2 separate regions of the Anas platyrhynchos genome follow, and region 1 is linked to region 2. A link is a contact called in public Hi-C data. All regions are on one chromosome and are shown on one strand. The core of a region is the stretch at or near the end of the contact, and the rest is flanking DNA. Distances in the headings are between cores, read along the strand shown. Region 1 has its middle 32 kb from the start of MANSC4. Region 2 has its middle 24 kb from the start of PTHLH.

Evidence for each region. A called contact is a pair of places that touch in the nucleus more often than the background predicts.
Region 1: a contact with region 2 is called in a Hi-C map of skeletal muscle, with 3 times the contacts expected there. The contact joins two enhancer-like sites. A contact is called at or near these places in 4 of 8 Hi-C or Micro-C datasets (F1 follicle, F5 follicle, liver and 1 more).

Annotation. Positions count from the first base shown.
Region 1 is chr1:69,490,107-69,496,341 of IASCAAS_PekinDuck_T2T, reverse strand. No RefSeq gene overlaps it. Among named protein-coding and RNA genes, the nearest start is that of MANSC4, 32 kb to the left of the region's middle. Within about 2 kb of position 1,676, at least 1 of the 8 cell types and tissues checked has an H3K27ac peak or open chromatin away from gene starts, as enhancers often do.
Region 2 is chr1:69,441,866-69,448,330 of IASCAAS_PekinDuck_T2T, reverse strand. No RefSeq gene overlaps it. Among named protein-coding and RNA genes, the nearest start is that of PTHLH, 24 kb to the right of the region's middle. Within about 2 kb of position 4,985, at least 1 of the 8 cell types and tissues checked has an H3K27ac peak or open chromatin away from gene starts, as enhancers often do.

The DNA.
Region 1 (6,235 bases), core at 427-2,926, 51 kb before region 2:
CTATTGTGTATCTAATTACAAATGCACAATAGTCTTGTGGAGAGCCTTTTCTTTTCTTTTCTTTTCTTTTTTTTTTTTTTTTTTTTCTATTAGGGCCTGATCCAAAGCCTTTTGATGTTAATAAAAAAGAGTCAGCTTTGAATTAGGCACATATTTTATGCCTCTTTCTTTAATTCTGAAGGAATCTGAAGAGATGCTAACTGTGCAACCAGCTGATGAAAGAAGAGGCATAGACTGAAGACTTGGAGAATTTGCATAAAGTATGATCTCAGTTATGCCCCACCTGTATGCTTTTGTGTTACATTTCAGTCTCTGCTGAGTGTTGTCTGTCCCTGTTAACACAAATCTTTCAAGTATACTGACTCTAAGTAGTCAGGAGAATGATGTTTTCCTGAGCGTATTTGGGGAGAAGGTGAACATCTCTGGAATGATGCTGTTGGGGAGTTACTGAGAAAGCATTGTTAATACTTCATGACTCTGAACAGCAAAGCACTGTTGTGTGTCCTGGACTACATTTTCTTGTACCAAGAAGCTTAGTATGGGGGATTATTTTTTTTTTTTATTATTTTAGATCATGGTGCTATGAGATTGTTTCTTTCTTTCTACAGTGTCTCTTAAAAAATCTTGTTTATAGGCATTTGGATCCTTCTATCACATGCTACAATAATGCCATACACAACAAAATGCAGAGTATGGTCATGTGGAACAGAGAACTATCATTCCAGTTTCACATTGTCAACATACAAATACAAGATTTATTTGCACAAGGATTAGAACTTTGACAGATATTCGTGAAAGGTGAAACAGCTCCAGGAACAGTTTGAGAGCAACCCACCTCAGGGCTAAACCTGTATAGAAAAGATAAGGGCGTATCCCAGGGAGTGCGCTCAGATCCTTGAAGAGGATGAACTTGAATCCAAATCACATTGGCAAATTTCCCAGCAAACATAGTCCCTTCTCTCTTCAGTTTGTTTGTGTAACTTTTTATTTTCTTGAGCCAAAATAAAATAAATTGGCAGACTTTATTTGGGATAACCAAACTCTGTTTTTCATAAAATATTTATCCCAATCTATTTACATATAATACCTGCCTAATTGGGATGTTTAAGTTTCCATTTCCTATGTATTATTTCCTTTTTTATTGTTGTTCTTGTTTGCTTTTTTCATTAAATCTGTTTCAACTACAGAGCTCTTTCAATTAATATTGTTAATGCTGTGTCCTCTGAGTATTTGCAAAACATCTCATGAAGCAAGAGTAGCTCTCTGTCCTACAACCTGCTGTTCTTGTATCTATCTGTGAGGAATTGGGCATGAGCTTTACTGTCACTGTAGTTCAACAGACACAGACTGAACTGTTGAACTTGCTGTTCAAGATTAGTTGTAGATACTGTCTGCAATATTGAGGAGTGTCTGTTGTTGACCAATGTGGCCATAATGTCCCTAGAACATCCCTTGTAGGAGTAGCAAATGCTGTAAGAATTCTGACACTGTTTCCCTGTGGATTTTCATCTGATCCATATACCTTCCAACACCTTCAAGTCAGAGTGATCATCTTCTGCCAGCTGCTTTGCATGAATCTCTATGTGGCCCCTGAAGTCCAAAATAAACATACAGGAACATAAACTCCTTTACCCCTTCTGGGCCCAGCACTCTGCTGACTCCTCACCCCTCCAATGGTAAACAGAAGTCAAAAAAAAGCAAATACTTCCATTCCACCTGGGATCAGGGACCCCTAAGTCACTGGCAGCCAGAAAAATCACTCGTTTTCTGCTAGACTTTCTTCAGTAAAGGGAGATTTTAATAGGGAACAGTCTCTGCTGGATTCAGGCCTCTCAGTTTGTCATCATTAAGGTGATATTCACCCTGTCAAGATCTTCTCTGCCAGTCTAACACCTACTTCCTTCAGGTGCCATAGGGTGGGACGTATTAGGAACTCAGCAGCCCATTAATTCTTTCCTGATTTCTGTGGGAGGTATTAAAAGAGTTTGTAAGATTTTCTTCAGAGGCAGCAAGTTTGGGATTTGAGTTCCTCTATAGCAAGCATGGGTGGTGCATAGTAATAGCCAGACTTAACTGCCTTTTTATCAGAATCAAAGTGAATTTGTGTTTTAAAAACAAAAGAAGTCCAGGAATGTTTTGGTGCAAAGAAAATGTGAATTTGGGTAGAGACTATGCTGTTAATTGTAATGCTCACATGCATGTACAGCAATGACAACTCAATAGGTGCAGATGTAGATTTGGAAAGAAAGGGGAAGAGGTTTTTCAGCATGATCTACAATGCTTTAACCTTGGGGCATTGCATTTCAGACACCTGAGCACAGATTGATGTTTCATACGTTTGGCACTTAGTGCTTTCTGGAAGTGTTTCTAATTAAGCATCTAGAAGTTATAGTCAATGACTCTGAGCCATTTCTGTAAATTTTACAAAAAAAAAAAATATGGTATCTTCTTGGTATCTTCCTCTTATGAATGCTTTGCAACTTTGAAAATACTAGTGGTAAAACATCTATTTGCTCAATGCAGCATATTAAATTGGGTAGTCTCCCCTCAAGCCATGTTATCTGGACAGAAATAGTGAGGCACTTACCTCACTTCCAGTGTGGAAGTACAATTCTTCCAGTTCAAATCACCACAGTTCTTGTACAGTGTATTCTAGATAAGAGATTGGTAAATATATTATATGTGTGCTGTCCATTAAGAGCTATTGAACAGTAATCAGTAAACAAGGATAGTATGACGCAGGGAAACCTCTCAACATTGATTTAGTTAAGCATTAAGCTAAGCAACTAAGAGGGAGTACATACACAAAGGGAGAGAGAGACAGAGAAACAGAAATAGCTGGAAATTATCTGTACAACAAAGTGATAAACACACTTTTGGTTTTGGATGCACACTGTTTTTGTCCAGGTTTTCTCTAATCTTTTTCAGCTACTAAAGTATTTGAATGCTTTTTATTAACTCTGTATTCTCTGAGTGTGGTCATCTGTTGACCTGCTTTTCTACTTCCTCTCAGCCAGAGTTTGTTTTATAAATTCTGAAATATGTCTTTTCCTTCTTCACCCTTCCTTTTCCTCTTCCATCTTTTGTGTATTCTTTGGCAGGCAAATCTCTCGTATGTTGCAGATGATTTTGGGAAGAGGGGGTAAGCCTTACGCTTCCATCTCTCCATTATTTTTTGACAGCAGCAACTATTAGGGAATATTTAGGACCCAAGTTCTTTACTGCACTTTCAAGCATCAGTCATTTTATGTATGCACGTCTATTATAAGAAGCAATCTATTCATTTGTGATTCAGATCTGTATTGCAAATATCAGTTTTGATGTCATGTGCTATGTTGCTGATGAAATCCTAGACTTGCCAATAGGTTTGAAAATTATTTAGCTGATGGTTTGCTACTAAGAGTTGACAAGGTGACAGAGTAGTGAAGGGTATTTTTTCGTTGATCATGGAAAAGCCATTTCAAAGGCTTTGCCATTGCAGGTCTCTGTGTTTTGGAAATATACAAACAAAGAGACTGTTAGGGGTGCCCACAGCAGAAGTCTCAAGGTGAATCATTGATTTATGCCATGCAGTGTTTTTAAAGCAGTAAGATATGGCTGGGTGGGGGAAGCAAAGATGTGTTTCCTATAACCCTGTAAGTGTGACACAGTGGACTTGTTCATTTTTTGGGGGGATAGGAATTAAACTGCCTCAGTGGAAGCAGTGCAGTGGAGCTAGGAGTAAATTTTTCCTTTTCTGCATGAATTTCAGCCAGCTCTGGTTGGCCATGGTGCCAGGGTATATTTTGTGTCAGAATCTGAGATCTTCAAGCTGTCCAGCTGATAATGGTCTGTAGAAAGGTGTAGTTCCATTGCTGGTCAATTTGGTCTGTGTATATATATACAAATTATTTTCTATACACATGCAGGGCAGGCCCTTACTCCAAGAATTGTTCTTACACTCTGGAAAGCTTTTCCTTTAAATTTAAGGAAAGTTGATTCTAAGAGAGAGCTGGAACTCCCTTTTCCAAATAACCACTCTGATTCAAGCTGACTTTGAATGCCTAACTACAAATTTAACAGAGCACATAAAAATACAAAGAAGTTAAAATACTCTTACCGTTTGAAAAATATGAAGAAAAAAAATCAAAATTTGTATGGTTATACACCCTAGGTAGGATGGATTTAATAACTTCTTAGTGATGGATGCTGTCCCACATGAGCTTTCAATTCCAAATGTGGTTTTGACAAAAACTTCTGTTTGTCAAATGTTTTAAAAAGTCATACTTCGTGTTGTATAAGAATATTTCAAAAAAATAAAGCTCATACACCTAGGATAAACTGTATTCCCATATTCCACATTTTTAGTGTACTGCTTTTGAAAAGCATACCAAGCATTCTATAAACATTTATCATATAATACATTTCCTTTAGTAAATATTTAAATAGCTATCTAATTATACAACACAGATGTAGACTTCCCCAGAGGTGGGGGAGAAGTTGATGCTAGGTGTTACTACACGAACTCCGCAACCTGCTTTTGCAATAGTGGTGCATCACAGATGAAATAACCTGCTATCTAGAACAAATACATAGGTTTGATTCAGTTAAAAGGTTATTTCTCTGAAACAAAAAGCTCCAGTGAGTGGGAGCTTATTTTAATTGTATATCTGTGCTGCTCTTGGTCATGATGGAGATGTTTTTTCTTAGGCTTTTCAGTAACAGTAATTTCCCTGTTTAAGGAAAGAGACAATCTGCATTAAAACACACTGGTAGAGTTGCAAGGTGCAGATTTCCTAAACAGGATATGACCTGGCTTCTCAAATCCCATGTTCTCAAGGCATTAAGTTGTTGGCAGTTTGGCAATTGTGTTACGTTGTGTCTGTATCCTGGGCTTAATCATATGTCTGTACTCCCTGCCTTAGTCTTCCACTTCACCTCTTATAGTGAGGACTCTGTTTTTCCTCAGCTAAAGATACATGTATTGCACGAAACATGTTTCTTGCTGGACTGTAGAGTCTTCAAAGGAAATTCAGAGAAGGTCAGTTCTTGATAGCTGTGGAAGATGAGCGATCTACTTTGCTTTTTACCTCCAGTCAAAATATTCCAGAGATTGGAAATCACTGGCAAAAATATGACGTATTTGCCTGTGGCTTTATCATGATGTCATTATAGGCATGTGATAACAGTGCTCACATAAGACACAATAATAGTACACATAAGCATGGTTGTGCTCTGCTTAACTTTTAAGCTTATTCTCATTTCTGCTTTTGCCTCTAGCACTACTTTCCTCTGATGCTTTGTGATTTGAAAGCATTCCCAATGGGCCAGGAGCAAAGCCTTCAGTTTGCGGCATCCTTGTCGCTCTCTGTTCTCTTACTGGCTTATCGTTCTGTTAACGTAAACTTAATTGCATGCTTTTGAACTGTTTGTGACAACAAAAGACATGTGCAATAATAAACATTGGCAGCTCTTTTCAATAGCAAAGGTATCCAAGAGCTGTTGTTCGGCTCTATCAGTTTCCTGAAGAAAGGACTTTCATCTGTAACCTTTTAAGCAATTTATCTGTGACCAAGCATGTTAAAAAATACTCCTTGCATATTCCAGGGCTTGCAGCTCTTTTATGTGTTGAAGGGCCTACGGAGCTTTGTTTTGTTATTATTATTATTAATTTTTTAATTTGAAAAATACCATAAAGAGAAAGATAAAAGTAACACCATTTTGACAAGTTATGAACTATTTTGTTTACTGGGGCCATGCAGAAGAAGCACCTTCACTTTCTTGCTTTAATTTGAAGTAATTTTTTCCATCTCCTTCCCTGATTGTTACTACTCTAAACTCTCCCACTGAAAAAAAAAAAAAAACAAATACTCAGATACAGTATGAAGACTAATGACTAAAAAATACAAAACAGGTAAGAATGGTGTAATTTTTTAAGGTAGAAATTTGGGCCCTTAAACAGCTCAAAGGGCCTATCTATCCTAGAACACTGTGGAGATTAAACAGCTGCAGAATATGATTAATTCTAGGCTACTTCTTCCTTTTTTCTCCTAACTCATGTTTTCACCATCTTCTCATGAAGATAATTAAAATAAGTTGCTGTGAACAACATCTTCTGCCATCACTACATTATACTGAAGCTGTGATATTTGGCAGAATTTATCTTTCAGTGTGAAAGCAAACATTTTAAAGCAGGCAAATAATGTCTCACTGGAAGATGTGAGTTAGCTGAAGATTATGTTAAATATTAATTTGG
Region 2 (6,465 bases), core at 3,736-6,235:
CTCCTCTCCTCTCCTCTCCTCTCCTCTCCTCTCCTCTCCTCTCCTCTCCTCTCCTCTCCTCTCCTCTCCTCTCCTCTCCTCTCCTCTCCTCTCCTCTCCTCTCCTCTCCTCTCCTCTCCTCTCCTCTTCTGTAATTAATATGCTGTATTTTGCTGTGAGAAGCCATTTAGCTTCAGACATTATTTTGCCAGAGCTGGCCTTTGCAAATTCAGCCTAACTGCAAATGTTGTGGGGAAAGAGAAATCTTTCTATCCCTGGAGGAATTAAAGCTCTCAGTGAGAATTCACTGGTCTGATCCTTTGTGTAACCACAGTGTTGTTGCTGAGCTCCTGCTCTCTATTAGCCTCCCGTGCAGTCTAGGGTTTAACTTGGCAGAACTCAAGGTTTTCAGAGAAATTGGTTCAGCTCTTTAACCATCACGTTTACCAGCCCACATGCAAAATCCCTGAATATCAAAAGTCACGGATACTTTGAAAGCACATGAAAATCTATGACTCACATGACAGCTGTGACAAAAATGCAGTCTTTCTTATTGCCCTTTTGTTTATGGTCTTTTAGCCAATTTTTGATCTGACGGTATAGAAGTTCAAGGTAATTTTCAAGGAAATTAGTAAGGCTCTAGAGCCATACATTGAATTATTTGCTAAAACTCAGATACATTTTTCACTGTGTTCACATGTGTAGCTATTTTTAAATATGTAATAATAATAATAATAAAATGACTGAAAATGTTTGTATTAATATTTATTGCATTTATTTTTATCTTTAAGTTCTTTTTGCATGTGTGTTGGTATTTAGAGCCTTATTTTTTTCTTTTAAAGACATTAGTATGAATGCCAACAACTGTTAAAAGGGAGAAGACTTTGATTAATTGTGTGGTGGTGTATTAAAAGAAAACTGCAAAGGCTGTTAACATTTGTCAAAAGTTTGAGAATATTTCACTTCAGGACAGATTCTGCAATCATAGGTTTTGACATCCTACCAGTTATCCAGTTATTATCCAGTTATTGAATGGTTACTTTAGTTTGGCACAAGTCTATGTGTCCCCTCTGTCCGCTCCATTGTACCCTTGGACACCTTTTTTTTTTTTTTTTTTTTTTTTTGCTGCCTCTCCTGTATTGATTGGCAGGACCACTGCTCTTCAGCCTGACCTTTCTACCACATGGCCATATAACCTCTAGCAGTGGAACTATAGTGGCAAGAAGAAGCAGCTGAACACGTTCAGGACCATTCCTTTTGTGAAGAACAGACCAGTCTGTTTAAAGTCAGCATGTCACCATGGCCTGAGTCCTTGGTTCTCCCATCAAGGATTGTGAGCTGAATGGTTTATCTGGGTTGTTTTTATTACAGCAGACTGTGGCTGAGCAAGTTTATACAGGGCAAGAGGCAATCTTTGAAATACACATGGGAACTACCCTTATAGGAACTGTGTTAAACCGAGATTGAAGCTGAAGTCTCCAATTTCCCCCACAGACAGAAGGCAGCTGTGGAATATATGGAGCACAACCATGCTGTGCTTCTGCAATATTACCACCATCCAAATAAGCAATTCACTGGTATCTGCAGTCAATTAAACACTTAAATAAATGCCAAGGGGAGATCCAAAGCATTGTTTGGACAATAATCCAAGCCTGACAAGGCCAGCTGCAGCTGTAATCTGGAAATGGGCTGAAGGCAGAGAGTGAAGGCCTCTTGTGCAATCTTCTGTGGGCACACACTGCACCAAGAGGTCACAGCTGTGGGCCATCACCTTCTCTCTTCTATTCTCCCTCAACTTCTGCTCACTGTTAATGCTCACCAGGGAATCAAAAGGTGCAAAGGCCTCTCAGCAGGTTTATCAGCTGCAGAAAATCCAAGATCATCTCTCACACAGCAGTCTGTGAGGAAGAGGAGGCCTGTCCTACTTCAGGACCCATCAGGAGAAGAACAAGACAGCTACTGCTGTCAACTCCTTTAACTAAATAGTGCAGTCTTTTGCAAAAGACAATGGAGCATGGCTTCTGAAGGTAATTTTTAATCTTTCCACCTGTGTCATTTCTAGTTTGGTCTAATGCCTTATATTTTGAACTCCTCATCCGAAAGCACTGCCATGAGTAAATCTTACCCAGAAAAAAAATAAAAATAAAGCATACAAATACCTAGCATACAAATGCAGCCTAAAGCACTGTAGAATCTTCCCTAAACTGTTATTCTCACACAAACACACATGTTAAAAAAAAAAAAAAAAATCATAGTAAAATTACAAGATGGGTGGTCAAATGAAAGACTACAGGCTCCTGTGAAATAGGTCTGCTGAGGGGAGAGGGGAAATCACCCAAGCTAAAGGAGAATCAAATGACTCTGAGCTCAGTCTTAACAATAATAGCAATAGTCATGATCACCCCTTGCCCCTGGACACAAGCCAGTTGGTAATATCTAATGGATAAAGTCATAAAAAACAATTATGACTGTTGAAGTGTGAGCATGGTCTACAAGAATCTTTCAGCAAGGCATGTGACAGAACCCATCCAGAGGAACTGATTGACTAAAATGCACAGGCTCTAGAAAGTACAAAATCTGCTTTCCCTTTAAGGGGTAGGCTTGAAATCAGAAGATAGTTAGGAACAAATTAGGATCCATACTTCTTATTCCTGAATCTAAATCCAGCCTCTAAATGATGAGGATCCTTTTCTGAACATTTGTAGTTTTGTTCTAATTATGGACTGAAATTATGTTTCCTGAGTATTAATTGTCAAAATTCTTCCTTCTTATTTTATGCCTTTATGGAATGTTGTTATCTGTGAGTGAAATGAAGGCAAAATGCAATATTCCTGTTTCCATTACAATGTACTTGAGAATTGTATCTTTGAGCAATCCCTCTTCAAGACCTGTTGGCAGGTTTTAGGGTTTGACTTCTCATTTTGGAGGAATTGTAACCTGTTGGGCCTTAATTATGATGACTCCAAGATTCTCCAGCTGCCTTGGATTTTACTATTTCCTCTTGCTGTATTTCTTCCACTACTCCACCTCTTCTTTGCCTCCAACTCTTCTGCTCTTCTTCTGATGAACTGAATTAAAACTTTCACTAGCAAAAATTATGGTGTGCAGCTGTGCACACCATTTGCTGATTCCAGATTCTTTCCCTCTGTTTATGCTTTCCACACAGATTGTTGCTGCCACTGGAAAAACAAATTAAATAAAACTGGCACTTGGCTTACTGGTGAGACTAGCAGTAAACAAGCTAAGGAATGGTAGAGTGTGTGATAGCCTTAAGAAAATGAAACTAAATAAGAAGTCTAGCTGCACCAAACCATTTAACGTAAATACCTAGAAGGTATCATGAAGGTGAGGCGTCCCAAAGGGACTCTGTGTTGATTTTTATTGAGCTTAAACTTTCATGTCTTTTTCCAGGTTAGGGAGCTAGCAGGTTGACATGGAGACCCTGGGAAGAATAACTTGCTATTTCTAGAAAGACCAGGATTTATTTCCCCTCTCCTATTCTCAGCAAGATATTTTGCTTGTTTATTAGTTAATTAGTATGATTTATTATTTATTAGTTTATGAGAATAAGGGGAAACATTCCCTATTCAGTATTGAAATATAGATATGGGTCTGCTAAGATCTTTCAAGTCTGGAACCTAACTGGCAAAATGTTGGGTATCTTCCAAACTGTGTCGCCAGCTGCATGTGAATATGCATCCCTGAAATGCTAGCATTTGGCAGTCGTCAAGATCTGCAAATATTAAAGTATTCATTCTTGGATCTACCTATATGTTTATAACTTGCTTCCCCCAAGTCTGTGTGTGAGTCCAAAACCAAAGAATCCCCAAATACCCTTTATATGCTCTCTGGCTCTCACTCCCACACACACTCGTACGTGCATGTGCATGTATGCATAGTTATTAGTCAAAAATACATACAGCCATACACAAAAAACAGGGCAGAAAGGAAAGCTGCTTTTGAAGAAGTATCATTTGCAAGATGTAGCATTTAGAGCTTCATTTTTGTTCTTTTATTTGATTGAAGATATTTTGCTTTTCTTCTCCTTTTATAAGGTATTCTGTACTGAACTTGAAGTTACCAGAAACTTGTGGAGGGCAACAGGGTAGATTAAGGGCACAGTGGAAATTCATCTGAGGGAGAAAGAGATTATGGGGTGGAAAGGAAAGGAAGCTGCAGGCGAAAGAGGGGGCCTCTGAAGGGCAAGAAAATTAAAAATAATAATAATAATTAAAAAAATAATAATAATAGTAAAAAAAGCTTGTATAGCTTTTTGGATTCTTATTCCAAATGAACTTGCAAACCTCCTCTCCTGTGGGTCCAGCCAAGTGATTTCAGCCATCGCAAGTGATGATTGCTATGCATACCTCTGTCGCAGAGGCAGCAGGCATTTCAGGAGAAATGTGGGATTTAACAGCTGTTGGGAGGAAGGGTGGAAAAAAAACAGAATGATCCCCTACATTTTAAAGGCATGATGTTTCTTGCCTTGCCCCCCTCGCCCTCACTGTGCTTCCTTCCCTCCCTCCTACACATGTATTAATAAAGTGAACAAGGATTTCAAGCTATGCAGTTCTGGTTGAAGCGCTGGCAGCACTGGTAACCAATTTGTGATTCTCCTTTTAGGAGCAAATCCCATGTACTGCATACAGCAGCCTTTGGTTAACATCCCCCTGAATGTCTGAAAGCAAAATGGTATTATGTATGTAAGATATAACACAACATTATTTTTTACAAAAGTGTCTATTCAGCACAGCACCAATCTGGAAGGTTGTGAGCAGGCCAGGACACTTCACTGTTAGATTGAAGGCTGTAAATATGTAAGTATATACAGTAGATAAAAGTTTGAGATTCTTTAGAGAGAAAACTGGTCAGAATTCAAGCTTTTGATGTGGACATAAGCCCCGTCTCAGGCCTTGCTTCTGCAGTCAGTGCCAGTAAAGGCAGGCTGGAGATGCAGTCTCTTTTCTCACCCTTTCAACTGCCACCACCACCACGTCAGGCGGGTGGTTGGTGTATTGGAGGTCTTGCTTTCATCTGACACGTTCTCCTTTTCTGTCACAGTGACCTCCAGTGGTTCTCTTCATTTATGTCCTGTAAACTGTCCTAAATACATGGGACTATTTTTTTTATTATTATTATTATTTTTTTAGCAACCACAGAACAAAACCATTTGAAGGGAAGAAATGAGAATGCATCTTTTTTTTTTTCATTAAATTTTTGTTTCTCATGTGGGCACCAGGTACCTCCTTGATAGATGTTCAGGAAAGGCATGCATCTGTGAGACTGGTGAAATAATTAGCTGGTGAAAAAGAGCCATTATTTGTGACTATTAAGTGAATGAGTAAAACTGCTCTGAGATCTGCCAAAATATTCACATAGAAAAATCAGACTGCTCAAGGGGAGGGAAGGGGTGAGAGGCTTGGAAAAACTGATTTGCTTGAGTTTGAAGCAGGTCAGGGAGGACTGGGGGGGACGGGGGGGAGGGACTAACTTCATCTCTGAGGTGGTCCCACTTTCAAGAACTTTGTGAGCCCTCTCTCTGGAAGTGGTTCTCTTTATACATTCAGACTTGGCTGGCAGCGGTCACCTTGCTTGGCCTTCCCTGATTTAAAAAAACAGCTGCATATGTCAGTGTTTCTGTTGCTTTTACTTTGTACCCTGTGCCAGAAGCTATGAAGCTATAAGCCTGCTCACCTTATATGTACAGCATATAAATCTGTTCTCAAAAGAGGGCCCATGGGATGGTCCTGGAGGACAGGAATGAAGGGGAAGGGCATCAGAGGCTAGAACTGGGATACCTCTGTATGAAAAGAAGAGACAGATCATTACAGACAAGAAGAGAAATTGTGTTGAAAACAAATCACAATTGCTGACAAAATCTGAAGGCTCCTCGGGAATATTTTTTTAAGCACGCAAAACAACTACTGAACTCAATGGAAGGTTTGCCTGATTAAGGGCAGTTTAATATAACCCTAGATTATCCTGCCTGCCCAAGGTCATCAAAAGCCATGAATTACCATATTGACTAGCCCTTGCAATTGATACATACAGTCTGTTGACAGCTTTGCCTCTTGTGGTACCTCATTTCATCAAGTCCAACAGAAGCAGAAGTCTGGATGCTAAAGAAAATGACCATAAATGAATTGCTAGTCTGGTCTTGGAAACAATATCATGACAAGTTTGCACATAAATTTTGTTGGTAGGAAGTGTCTGTGTTCTTGACTTCTGTTCTGACATAGCCATGTATCTCATCTGCTGCTGCTCATCTTCCTCATTCTTGCTAGTCCTGTCTAGTGGCAGAAGGGAAAATATTGGTGAAATGCAGGATGACTCCCAAGAATCTAGAGTGAGATCAACCTCTGGTTTGTGTGCTAGCTACAGATATTTTTTTTTCCAGTTGCATGAAGGAGCTGCCCTCAGACAAGCTGAATATGCCTGTGTTGAGCTCAGGGGAGTGGGTGAGTGCAGCCTGTAGCAGGTCTGATG